Linked DNA regions of Bombyx mori: region 1 is linked to region 2. A link is a contact called in public Hi-C data. All regions are on one chromosome and are shown on one strand. The core of a region is the stretch at or near the end of the contact, and the rest is flanking DNA. Distances in the headings are between cores, read along the strand shown.

The links. A called contact is a pair of places that touch in the nucleus more often than the background predicts.
Region 1: a contact with region 2 is called in a Hi-C map of middle silk gland, with 2.1 times the contacts expected there. The contact joins two enhancer-like sites. A contact is called at or near these places in 2 of 7 Hi-C or Micro-C datasets (middle silk gland and midgut).

The regions. Positions count from the first base shown.
Region 1 is chr4:15,692,935-15,698,661 of ASM3026992v2, reverse strand. The region is part of intron 1 of LOC134198821; the gene reads left to right. Among protein-coding and RNA genes, the nearest start is that of LOC105842315, 12 kb to the right of the region's middle. Within about 2 kb of position 4,466, at least 7 of the 8 cell types and tissues checked have open chromatin away from gene starts, as enhancers often do.
Region 2 is chr4:15,620,767-15,626,331 of ASM3026992v2, reverse strand. The region is part of intron 1 of LOC134198821; the gene reads left to right. All of the region lies in intron 2 of LOC105842315 (zinc finger protein chinmo), which reads left to right. Among protein-coding and RNA genes, the nearest start is that of CPR58, 16 kb to the right of the region's middle. Within about 2 kb of position 3,456, at least 5 of the 8 cell types and tissues checked have open chromatin away from gene starts, as enhancers often do.

The DNA.
Region 1 (5,727 bases), core at 3,217-5,716, 71 kb before region 2:
TTAGTTATGGCATTGTTGTTTTTCCTGAAGGATCGATGCCAGTCACCATCAGTGGGTTGTTGTATATTTAAATCAATGGTTGTTGTGCTAAAAATGTATTAAAGAAACTGTAAGACGACCAGAATGGAGCAGTGATTATAAGCGGTTACTGAAACCTGTGAACTTGACCGACCTTATTTGACTTGAAGGTTTTGATTCCATCATCGATGTTCGATTTCATGAAAGCAAATAAAGCCGTATTTAAGTTTACTTATTTTTTTGCAGGCCAATTTACAAACAAACAGACCTGTTGCCGTTTGTTTGATATTTACGATGAATAAGCTTAGGTGAGTATTAATTAATTCAGTTTAAATGTTTTATAAAAGTGAATTTACATAGCATTAAATGCGAAATTAAAAACGGTTTTTCAACATAAACACTAGAAAAAACGTAAAAGTTAATGAATATTCATTTTCTTTACATTCATTGATAATTGGTGCTCGAAAAATGTGTGCACATTAATCTGTAAAACGTAATCAGGATATTTTCTTTTCACTCTTCATCCATTTCTGTTGCAAAGCAGCAACCCTTCAGCGTACAGAGCACCCTATTACCAAGGTATTATATTCTCAAAGAGACTAACTACAATTTAATTCCTTAATAATAGAATCGTTTCATTCACAGCTTATTAGATATAAATGTCGTGTATCACATAAACTAAAATCGCGCATAAAATACTAATAATACCTATGCGAAAAAACTCGATCAATGAAAAACAAGTAAGGATAAATTTTAAGTAACAATTTATAAGTTAATTTAAAGTCGTTCAAATTATTTACAGTGTTTTTTCTGCTTTTCCGATTGCCATTACTATGTAGTTCATAATATGTTATACGGGCTGCATGCACATTGTTGCTTAGATTTTAAAGTTAGGCGGAAGCCGCTAGAATTTTCTCCACTGTCGTGTGTGTAAACGTTTGAATGTGTGAGTGTAGCGCGTGCAACCAGCGACCGAGGTCGCCCACATTCGATCTGTGCAAATTTTAGTTGGTTGGGATCACTGGCCGCTTTCAGGGTCGCGCAGCCGTATCACTAAAACATTTTTGTCTGTTAATTATAAAAATAATGCGTTATATAACTAGGTGTCGCCGTCTTTGTTTCGCATACGCGTTGTCGCGTAAGCCCGTCTCGTCGTCACTAGAGCTGCGCAGCACACATCGAAACCGATTAGAGAAATACATCCACGAAATTTTGGCTATGCGTTTTTATGTGTGCGTGAATGACGTTATTGTACAATGCGATTACAGGGCCGTATTGAATGCCCGATTTTATACTTACAGTGATAACTTATTATGAACTTATATATTTTTTTTATAGGTTGTCATTTTCAAATAACATTCCTAAGGGGGCAGTACATAAAGTGTGCTTATCTTAACGATAAAGTTAGAATTTGTATTTTTCCCGTAAGTATTTATTTTGACATTTGTGAAAAAACAATGTCTTAATTGGGTAAGGAATTATTTTATGTATTAATTTTATGTAGTATAAGACAAATCTCAAATAAACGAGTAGTGAATAATCAGTAAGTACGATTCACGTACGAAAAGAAAGTTAATACGCGTTTGATTTTCATTTCGAAATCTGACCTACTCGTTTGCTCTTTCAAGATCTGTCAACACATTCAAACAATATACGTTGCAGGACTTTTTGGCGGGAACGCGAGAAGTGAAGTTGTGTGATTTGTTTTATTTTGTCTATTTAGTGTTTCTTCGGGTTTAAATGTGTAATAATGGTGGTTTATTAACTGTTTAATATCTGTGAAAGTGCACAAATGTGGGAAAATGAAACAAAGCCGCTGGACGTAACTTCTCGGGATCCTCCAAAAAGTCCACTGAAAAAATCTTAGTAAATTACCACCATTTTACTGAAATTATATTTCATCCCATTTCATTTCATTTAATTTCATCCCAGTTGGTTAATGTCTGAAATTAATCATCTTCATATCATTTCACTCCATAATATCATTTTTCATAAAAATATAAATATAAATTAAAATAAGAAATGACTTAAAGGTCTCAGTTGCCAGGTCATAAAATCCATTAAAAAAAAATGCGTTTCATCACCAAAGACACGTCGTGTGTAATCATTTTTCAAAATTCTCAGAAACTGCACTGAAAACAGCAATCAATTTTATTTTCGTTTCGAATTACCAGTCCAAAAAAAAAAAAACAAAAAAAAATTACATTGTGAACGCAACTTAAAATTTTATTCATAAAAACAGTGTGTGTTTTAAACGTTTTGTTGACATGGCGATTAATAAAAAGATTAGGTATTTAAAAAGGACGAACTCTCGGACGAAATAGAAAATATTAGGTGTGTTTATTTGAATGTTTTTTAAAGTCAAATAAGCGGTGTTACCGGTTCGACGGACGTTCAGTATACTATTTATAAAATTTCCTACGAAGACATCAGCTGAACGTTAAGAATTCTCTCACAGAGTTTTGGCAATGTGCGACGAATTTATTTTGGTTATTAGTACAATTGTTGCCATATGCGAAACCCTTAGAGATTGTTCCTATGTAGATTCTCAAAGCGTGAAATGCTTTTTTGTACTTTATGAGATTTATTGTTTGATAATTTATTAAGAAGGTAGGACCGCGCGGGTAGGCACCACCGCCCTGTCTATTTTAGCCGTGAAGCAGTAATGCGTTTCGGTTTGAAGGGCGGGGTAGCCGTTGTAACTATACTTGAGACTTTAGAACTTATGTTTCAAGGTGGGTGGCGCATTTACGTTGTAGATGTCTATGGGCTCCAGTAACCACTTAACACCAGGTGAGCTGTGAGCTCGTCCACCCACCTGAGCAATACATAAATAAAAAAGGCAAGTCGTTCATGATATGTGTGTTAAACTTGATAATACTATTGTTGTTTCTTTTAATTCTTTTACGATTTTGTATAGATTCTATAAGTGTTTTGAATTTGAAATAGGTGATTTGAACAGGGAGCATCTAAGGTTCACTAGCATCGTTTCCGAGAGACCAATAGTTTTATTATGTTACTAGCTGTACCTGTCCGCTTCGCTGGGCATTTAAACTTAATATTATTATTTCTCACCCCCACAAAGATTCTCATCATAACACCCCCGCAACTGGTTTAGGGAGTCCAACACTCATATAAATATTAACTTATCCATTAAGTACATGTATTTTCTATATGGACACCAAGTTTCAAGTCAATCGGATGCATGGTTCAGTAGTTATAACGGAACATCCGTAAAAACCACTATAGATTTATATATTAGTATAGATGGATTTCGTTATCCTAGACGGGATTAAGCGCGCTTTGAAAATAACCCAAAGCGGTAGATTACGGCTTGACTGCTGAATTTCACTTAGTTTGTGGCCATTGAATTTTAGGAATATCGAAATGAAAACAAGACACGTTAGATTATAAGCCGCAACAGTAGCTATAGTTAAAATTATAGCTAGTATCGTGTTTATGAATAGCGTCTACGGTCTTCACTGTGGGTATTTAAAGAGGATCCTTTAGGTCCTTCGAATGCAATCATTTTAAAAAACAAATGCTAATCAAAATTCCTTCTTGAAAGCATTGCATAGTTTACCGTCATACTTGTTTATGCTTCAAAGCACTTTTTTTTTATTGCTTAGATTGGTGGACGAGCTCACAGCCCACCTGGTGTTAAGTGGTTACTGGAGCCCATAGACATCCACAACGTAAATGCACCACCCACCTTGAGATATAAGTTCTGAGGTGTCACGTATAGTTACAACGGCTGTCCCACCCTTCAAACCGAAGCGCATTACTGCTTCACGGCAGAAATAGGCAGGGTGGTGGTACCCACCCGCGCGGACTCGCAAGAGGTCCTACCACCCGTAATTACGCAAATTATAATTTTTCGGGTTTCATTTTTATTACACGATGTTGTTCCTTCACCGTGGAAATCAATCTTGAACATTTGTTGAGTACGTATTTCAATAGAAATATTGGTACCCGCCTGAGATTCGAACACTGGTGCATCGCTCAACACGAATGCATCGGACGTCTTATCCGTTAGGCCACGATGATTTCAAACGACGGCACTTATGCATTCCGATTCAAAGAGTAGGTTGTCGTAGTTTTAATTCAATTAGGATTACGACCTCATGTCGTACTGTAATGTTGCGGTAACATTCGTAGCCTCTCAAACAACAAATAAGCCATTAATTAGCTCCTTGACACCAAATGGAAATGTCCTTCTGATCTTAATCATCTTCAACAGAGATGAATGTAAACAATATTCAATTGTCTTATCAATGTTGTTTACCATATGAAACTGTAAACAGTAAATCGTACGTATGTAACTTAGATTGAAATTAAAAGTGCATATATAAAACGTTTTTTCCGATTCGGCGCTGGTCTTACACGTGCCGAGTTGTTTGTCCGGGATGCGATCTTTGGCAGTCAGGCAGTCATTGTATGCAGTGAGTATTTGCGAAGCGCCCTCCCTTCCTCTTCGCCGCAGCCTCCCTCCCCGTACCGCCCGCGCTGTGCCTACCAACATTATTTTGAACACATGCACGCGAGAGCATAGATAACGCGCTGAACTCGGTTTACATGTGTCCGGTTTTTTTTAAAGCTACGCCTGTAAGCTATCAGCTTTTTTCGCTATCAGCAATCTATACTTGTGCCCTCTACGTAGTTTGGTAAACATTTACGACATTAAATCTGGTATCCTCTTTCTGCCTATGAATAAAGCGGTATCGAAGAATACAAATGCTTTATGGGACACGCACCTCTTGACGCTATTTAGGCGCAGTTGGATGTGGATGGGGTTGGAGCTCTTTTTAATGAACGTGGAAAGGCATTAACAAAATTAAAAAGTATGTTAGCAATATCAAATTAAATTTTAAATCGTATTAGATCTAATGACTAGATTGGACTAGAAAGTACGGTAGTCACAAATCATTGCCAACGTTGCGATAAAATCTTACCAGCTGTTAACTGTGAAACCCAAAGTTTTTTAAGACTATGTAAGCCAAGTAATGTGTGAATAAGAGTGTATTTTTTCAACTTTGATACGTGTCCTATTAATAGTCACAACAGTCGAAAACATAAATGTCAATAAATACTTTTATAGAAAATTAGATGGTAGTAGCACAATATTCCGATACGGCGGTACATTCTGCATAGCACTACACACCCTTGCTAGGGTTAGTGTTAGTAGTGAGCTCATTTACCCTTGCTAGGGTTAGTGTTAGTAGTGAGCTCACTTACTCATCCGCGAGAACCTGGAATAGCTAGGTATATATATATACCTACCTATAGCCGCCAGCGAATAGGTAGATATTAAAAAAGTTGTCTCGTCCGCAAACCTAAGAACTGGCAGTCTAATTTATTGACAATTAATTAAATAAAAAAGGTACACATGTAACCTAAGCGTTTAGGTTCCTTGAAATCTATGAATACACACGCAAAAAACAAACCGAGCAAATTAATGGCGGGCGCATACAAAGCTATACGTTTTCAGTTACATAAACAAACATAACTGCCTTTATGTTAATTTGATTATGGACTCTTCAAGGTCTCGTTGCAAACTTGTCAGGTACATTACGTTCGCTATTGTTGTGGTAAAATTAGGTTTTGTTTTATATACGATTTTACTACTTTGATTGTATTTGGGAGAGAATCTGGCCTAATTCATATTGTTCTCGCCTGTTCCTCTGAGAACCGTAGTTCTGTTTGGAGTCG
Region 2 (5,565 bases), core at 2,207-4,706:
GCGTCCATGATCGCTGAGTACCCAGGTGGGGCGGCCCCGGGTCTTGAAAACACTCGCCTTGCGGCGAGGCCCCAACTTCTCGGACCTGAGCGGTTCTATTGAACACAGGTGGCAATGCGGCGCGATTACTACAGGACAAAGAAAAAGCACAACAAAACAGAAATTACGAAAAGAAACAAAACAAATAAATACTTGCAGGAAACCACTTTGTCGGCAGATGTACCACGAACACAGAAACAACAAAAGGAAACAAAACAAATAAAAACTTCCAGAAAGAGCACTTAGTCGGCAGATGTACCACGAACACAGGCCGCGCGAACAATGGCCGGGCTAACAAAAGCCGGGCGAACAAAGACCGGGCGATCGAGTGGACGATGAGCACGTCCGCACGTGACGGGTGCCTCTATCGGAATGCCCACCTGGTGTTAAGTGGTTACTGGAGCCCATAGACATCTACAACGTAAATATGCCACCCATCTTGAGACATAAGTTCTAAGGTCTCAAGTATAGCTACAACGGCTGCCCCACCCTTCAAACCGAAACGCATTACTGCTTCACGGCAGAAATAGACAGGGTGATGGTACCTACCCGCGCGAACTCACAAGCAGTCCTACCACCAGTAATTACGCAAATTATAATTTTGCGGGTTTAATTTTTATTACACGATGTTATTCCTTCGCCGTGGAAGTCAATCGTGAACATTTGTTGAGTACATCTTTTTATAGTCGCATCAAAATTGTACATGCGATCTCTTGGTACCGAGAGACTTTGCTGTCTATCTTCAAGACGGTAGTATCCAAGGAGAATGTTGTGAGAAGTTGTTCGAGATGATTCCGTATTTTTTTTTACACTTCCTATAAGAATTTTTGTTCAAAGATAATTTTTACTATGCACAATCAAACTCGCAAATAAATTCCTTTTCATCATAATATATTTCCTTGAGTGCTATAAGGTTTCACTGCTTAGTTTGATCCGTGTTAAATTGAAACAAAACGAAATCAGATTTCACCTCGCAAATAATGACATCGGTTATGCAAAAATGTTGTTTTATTATTTTTATTATTGTTTCATATCCGGCATCGTCATGAGATAAACTGCAAACTGGTTTTGTAATGGGATAAATGTTTATCTTGTAAGAAAGAAAGGCTTAGATAAATCACATGAGTAGTCTGTAGTTATATTTAAAGCAGAAAACAAACAAATAATAATTGGTGATTCAGGTATGTCGTCTAACCTCTATAATATAATATTTTATCAAAAGCTTTGATCTACAAACTCCAGTGACGAAAGCTTGTTATAATTTATTATAAAGCAGTTGATTATTCATTCTTAAATTGTTTTTTTTTTCACACAAGAAATTGTGTAATATATTTTTTATTAATATTTATAATAACAAAAGTTTGTTTCATTATTTTTTTCTTTGCTATTAAGGTAGATTAGTTTACGGCAGGATTATAAGTAATCGCCATCGTTCATGGATATCAGCAAAATTAGAGGCAAAACATAGCCGCTACCTACTATTATGATACTATGGTAGGACCTCTTGTGAGTCCGCACAAGTAGGTACCACCACCATGCCTATTTCTGCCGTGAGGCAGTAATGCGTTTCGGTTTGAAAGGTGAGGCAGCCGTTGTAACTATACTGAGAGCTTCGAACTCATATCTCAAGGTAGGTGGTGGAATTTACGTTGTAGATGTCTATGGGTAATTACCGGTAATTACTATCCAGGGTGGGTTGTGAGTTCGGCCACCCATGCAGATAAAAAAAAGAAGATAATATTAACTAACTCTTAAGACACTGTTATTCATTGCTAGTAGGCAGCCAACTTACGCTAAGCCAAGGGTATATGTAAGGGTAATGCTAAATTCAATCAATATAATGCATCTTATGTAAATATAGTCTAGAAGTCTGTCGTCGAATAATTTTATTAATGAGTGTATTTTCAAAAAAGAAATTTTAATCTTCCAAATTGGATCCATCGTCTTTCATTAGTCTTGTTGTTGGTAACTTCAACCACGTAATGTGGGTTCAACTTATTTTCGACTACGACTGAAGTCAGTTTAGTTTTTAAAAAAAGGCTTTTGCTAGCGGGATTGCTTCCTATACCGATAACAGAATAAATACCAATAGCCATCCCAAATACTAGTTAAAGTCGTAGATGCAAGTACTGAACTTAATGAGTGATCTCACTAAATTGAATATTTCAACGCAAATAAATTTAATTTATTCAAATTTAAAGACCGCGTGCTACATTAATTTTTATTTTTTATTTACATATTTAATTTTTCATTTACACGCTAAAGTTATTATTATAATCGCTGTTTGCCCCATTTGTACATTAATTTTATGCAATTAATATTTTCCTCCGTTTTTCGTATGTCTGAGTCATTGTTTTATCAAATTGCTAGATATTTGAGATGCCAGAGACTCGTGACATTGGGTCAATTTAACAAATATAAAGTTTTTGCCTCATTACATGAAACACGGTAGGAGCTAATTTTGATAAAAATCACTTTTACACGTTTTGTATCTATTTCTAGAGAGAATCGAATTAATTATTTAAATAAATTGCATCGTAAGAATAATTGTATCAATATATAATAATATTATAATAATATTTTAATGTTAATAAAAAAAAAAAAATTTTACAGTGATAAGTGTTGTAATTGTTGTACCATGGTATCAGATAAAAAGCCCCAATAATAATAGTAATAATATAAGCGCCCATTAAATTCACTACTGTAATATTTATTTATGTTCTGTCATTCGTGTTTTCAGTATAAGTCCAACATAAATTGCATTATATTTTGTTTGCTCAAACTCAAAATACTTTTCCTCTAAAACATAACCTCACTTTAGCATTGGGCTCATGGCTAAAAAGACAGAGGGTAAAAAAAGTTGGATTTTAACAAAACATGTATGACGCACGCCGATGATTCAAATGCAATTCAAGTATTAAAATATACTAGTGGTCCCGCAGTATTTGAAATTCGACTATAATTAATTGAAATTGTAAGTTTGTAAACTATTATGATTCTATTTTCAAACACTATTATACTTTTATAATCACAAATTTCGCCAAATTTCACTATAGAAAAATATTAATAAAGACAAACAATAGTTAATCTATTCTGATTCTCAATTTGATCACAGACGTCAAGAACAAAAGTTCTACAATAAATAAATAGTATGCATGCGTGTGTGCGTCAAGTACATGGTAGTGTATGTAATGTTTTTTTTTATTGATTTAATGTATGTTTTAGGCATAATTTTAAAAAATATTAACATTCTGCACTCCTTCTCTATATTCTCTATAAGTGTGGGAAATTTCATACTCCTCCTCCGTAAAAGGGGATACAAAGTTTTTCCTTCACGTATTAATATATAGATATAACATGTATGAGTAATCGCATTGCATGTGCGCAGCCTAATAGCGCATACGGCTTGAGTACAAGGCCATCAGTATTTTGTTCCGCTCTATTCGTCGTAGTGACGTAACTAGATATACCTACCATTATAACTATAGTGTAATAATAGTAGATGAACATACAGCACAAGCGTGCTCTAGTATCGACAATTCGTCGCGATGTTTGAATATTCGTGAGTTACGTAATAGATACGCATCTTTTTTATCGCTCTTTGTGTGTAGCTGATGTTAGAAGTGATATTAAGCGGGTGCCAGGGCCAATAGGCATCTCAACATGCATGAAACTGCGCACCTTGAAATATTAGACTCAAATAATGCTTATCCCTTTTCTAGACTGGATTTGCGAAGTAATACAGTCCAAAAAAAGGTTAGATAGATCTAGAAAAGAAAAAGAAAAGAGAGCTTGCAAAAGTATTCGCTCGCAATATGCTGCTCCTTACCATGGTAGAATCAGTCCTATGAATTGAATATTCTTTTCAATGTTCATCAGGGATTTCATGTGGAATGTAAAATGTGTAGTAAATGTACGGTGGAATAGTAAAAATAAATTAGTCAGGACAAGTACAAAAAACTTCATATTGTTTCTTCGCTTCCTTATTCAAACCGCAGATTTTTTAAAATATACAATGTCAAATACTATTCGTACGTAATACATCAAGTTTTTTTAGGTTCATAACGCAATCCGTTCTAGAAAATTTAATTAATAATAATAAATTTTCTGTTGAAATACGTACATAATAAATGATCACCAGTAACTTCCACGATGAAGGAATAATATCGTGTAACATAAATAAAACCCAAAAATAAAAATAATTTGTGTAAGTAGTGATGATAGCGCATTGTGAGCCCATACAGATAGGTTCCACGACTCTGCGTAGGTATTTCTGCCACGAAACAATATTACGTTTCGGTTAGAAGGGTTTTTTTCCCTACCTATGCTGATAGCCTTGAGAGGCTATTTCACTAACACTGACACTGACTGTAAGTAAGAGCAGTGCTTCGCAGAATCTACCACCGGATCGGAAACGCGACCCACTGAGAAGATCCGGCGAGAAACTCAGTAGGCTAGAGGGGTCGGGTAGCCGTTTTACTATCAAACTGACACTTAAAACTCATGTCTCAAAGTGTGTGGCGGCATTTAAGTTGTTGATGTACATGAGCTCCGGTGACCATTTAACAAACCGGTGGGGCGTAAACTCGTTAATCCATCTAAGCAAAAAAAAAACGAAATCAAATTAATTTTGTTTATACCACACTCCACGGCTCCCCAAAATATCACTTCGACGATTTTCTATACCTAATGCTAAATATGCGAGTTTCTTTATCATCGTTACTATTTTTTCAATTTACAATTTACTCTACAACTGAATAACAAATATATTTTCCTCATACTAAATTGTCACGTCTATACTACACGTAGTATACAGGGTTACATAATACAAATTGTCATAATAAATAAAATCGTTCCAATGTTACAATATAATTTATAGATCGTATTTTGAATGTATTAAGAATGATCAGGCTAGACCGTTAATAAACTGCGACTTAAAAGTGATGACTTTTAATTTCTACCAAACCTACCTGCCTTCTTTTAATTTTAACAATAAAAAAATAAAAAAAAATAAAAATAAAAGTAGGTGGATCAAAACTAAATTTCGACTTTTTGGCGGGAACGCGAGGAGTGAAGTTATCTGATTTGTTTTATTTTGTCTATTTAGTGCTTCTTCAGATTTAAATGTATAATAACGGTGGTTTATTAATAGCTTAATATTTGTGAAAGTGCACAAATGTGGGAAAATTAAACAAAGTCGCTGGACGTAACTTCTCGGGATCCTCCAAAAAGTCCACTAAAAATTTCAGTAAATAACCACCATTTTGCTGAGATGATATTCCATCCCATATCATCTTATTTCATTTCAATTAATTTCATCCCAGTTGATTAATGTCTCAAATTAATCATCTTCATTTCATTTCATATTTTCATTTTTCATAAAAATAAGAATATAAATTAAAATAAGACATGACTTAAAGGTCTTAGTTACCAGGCCATAAAATCCTTTAAAAAAACTAAATTTCAAATAGTAATCTTGTGGCTTGGAACTTAATGGTTGTAAGACATTCTTTTTTCAGCGTATCT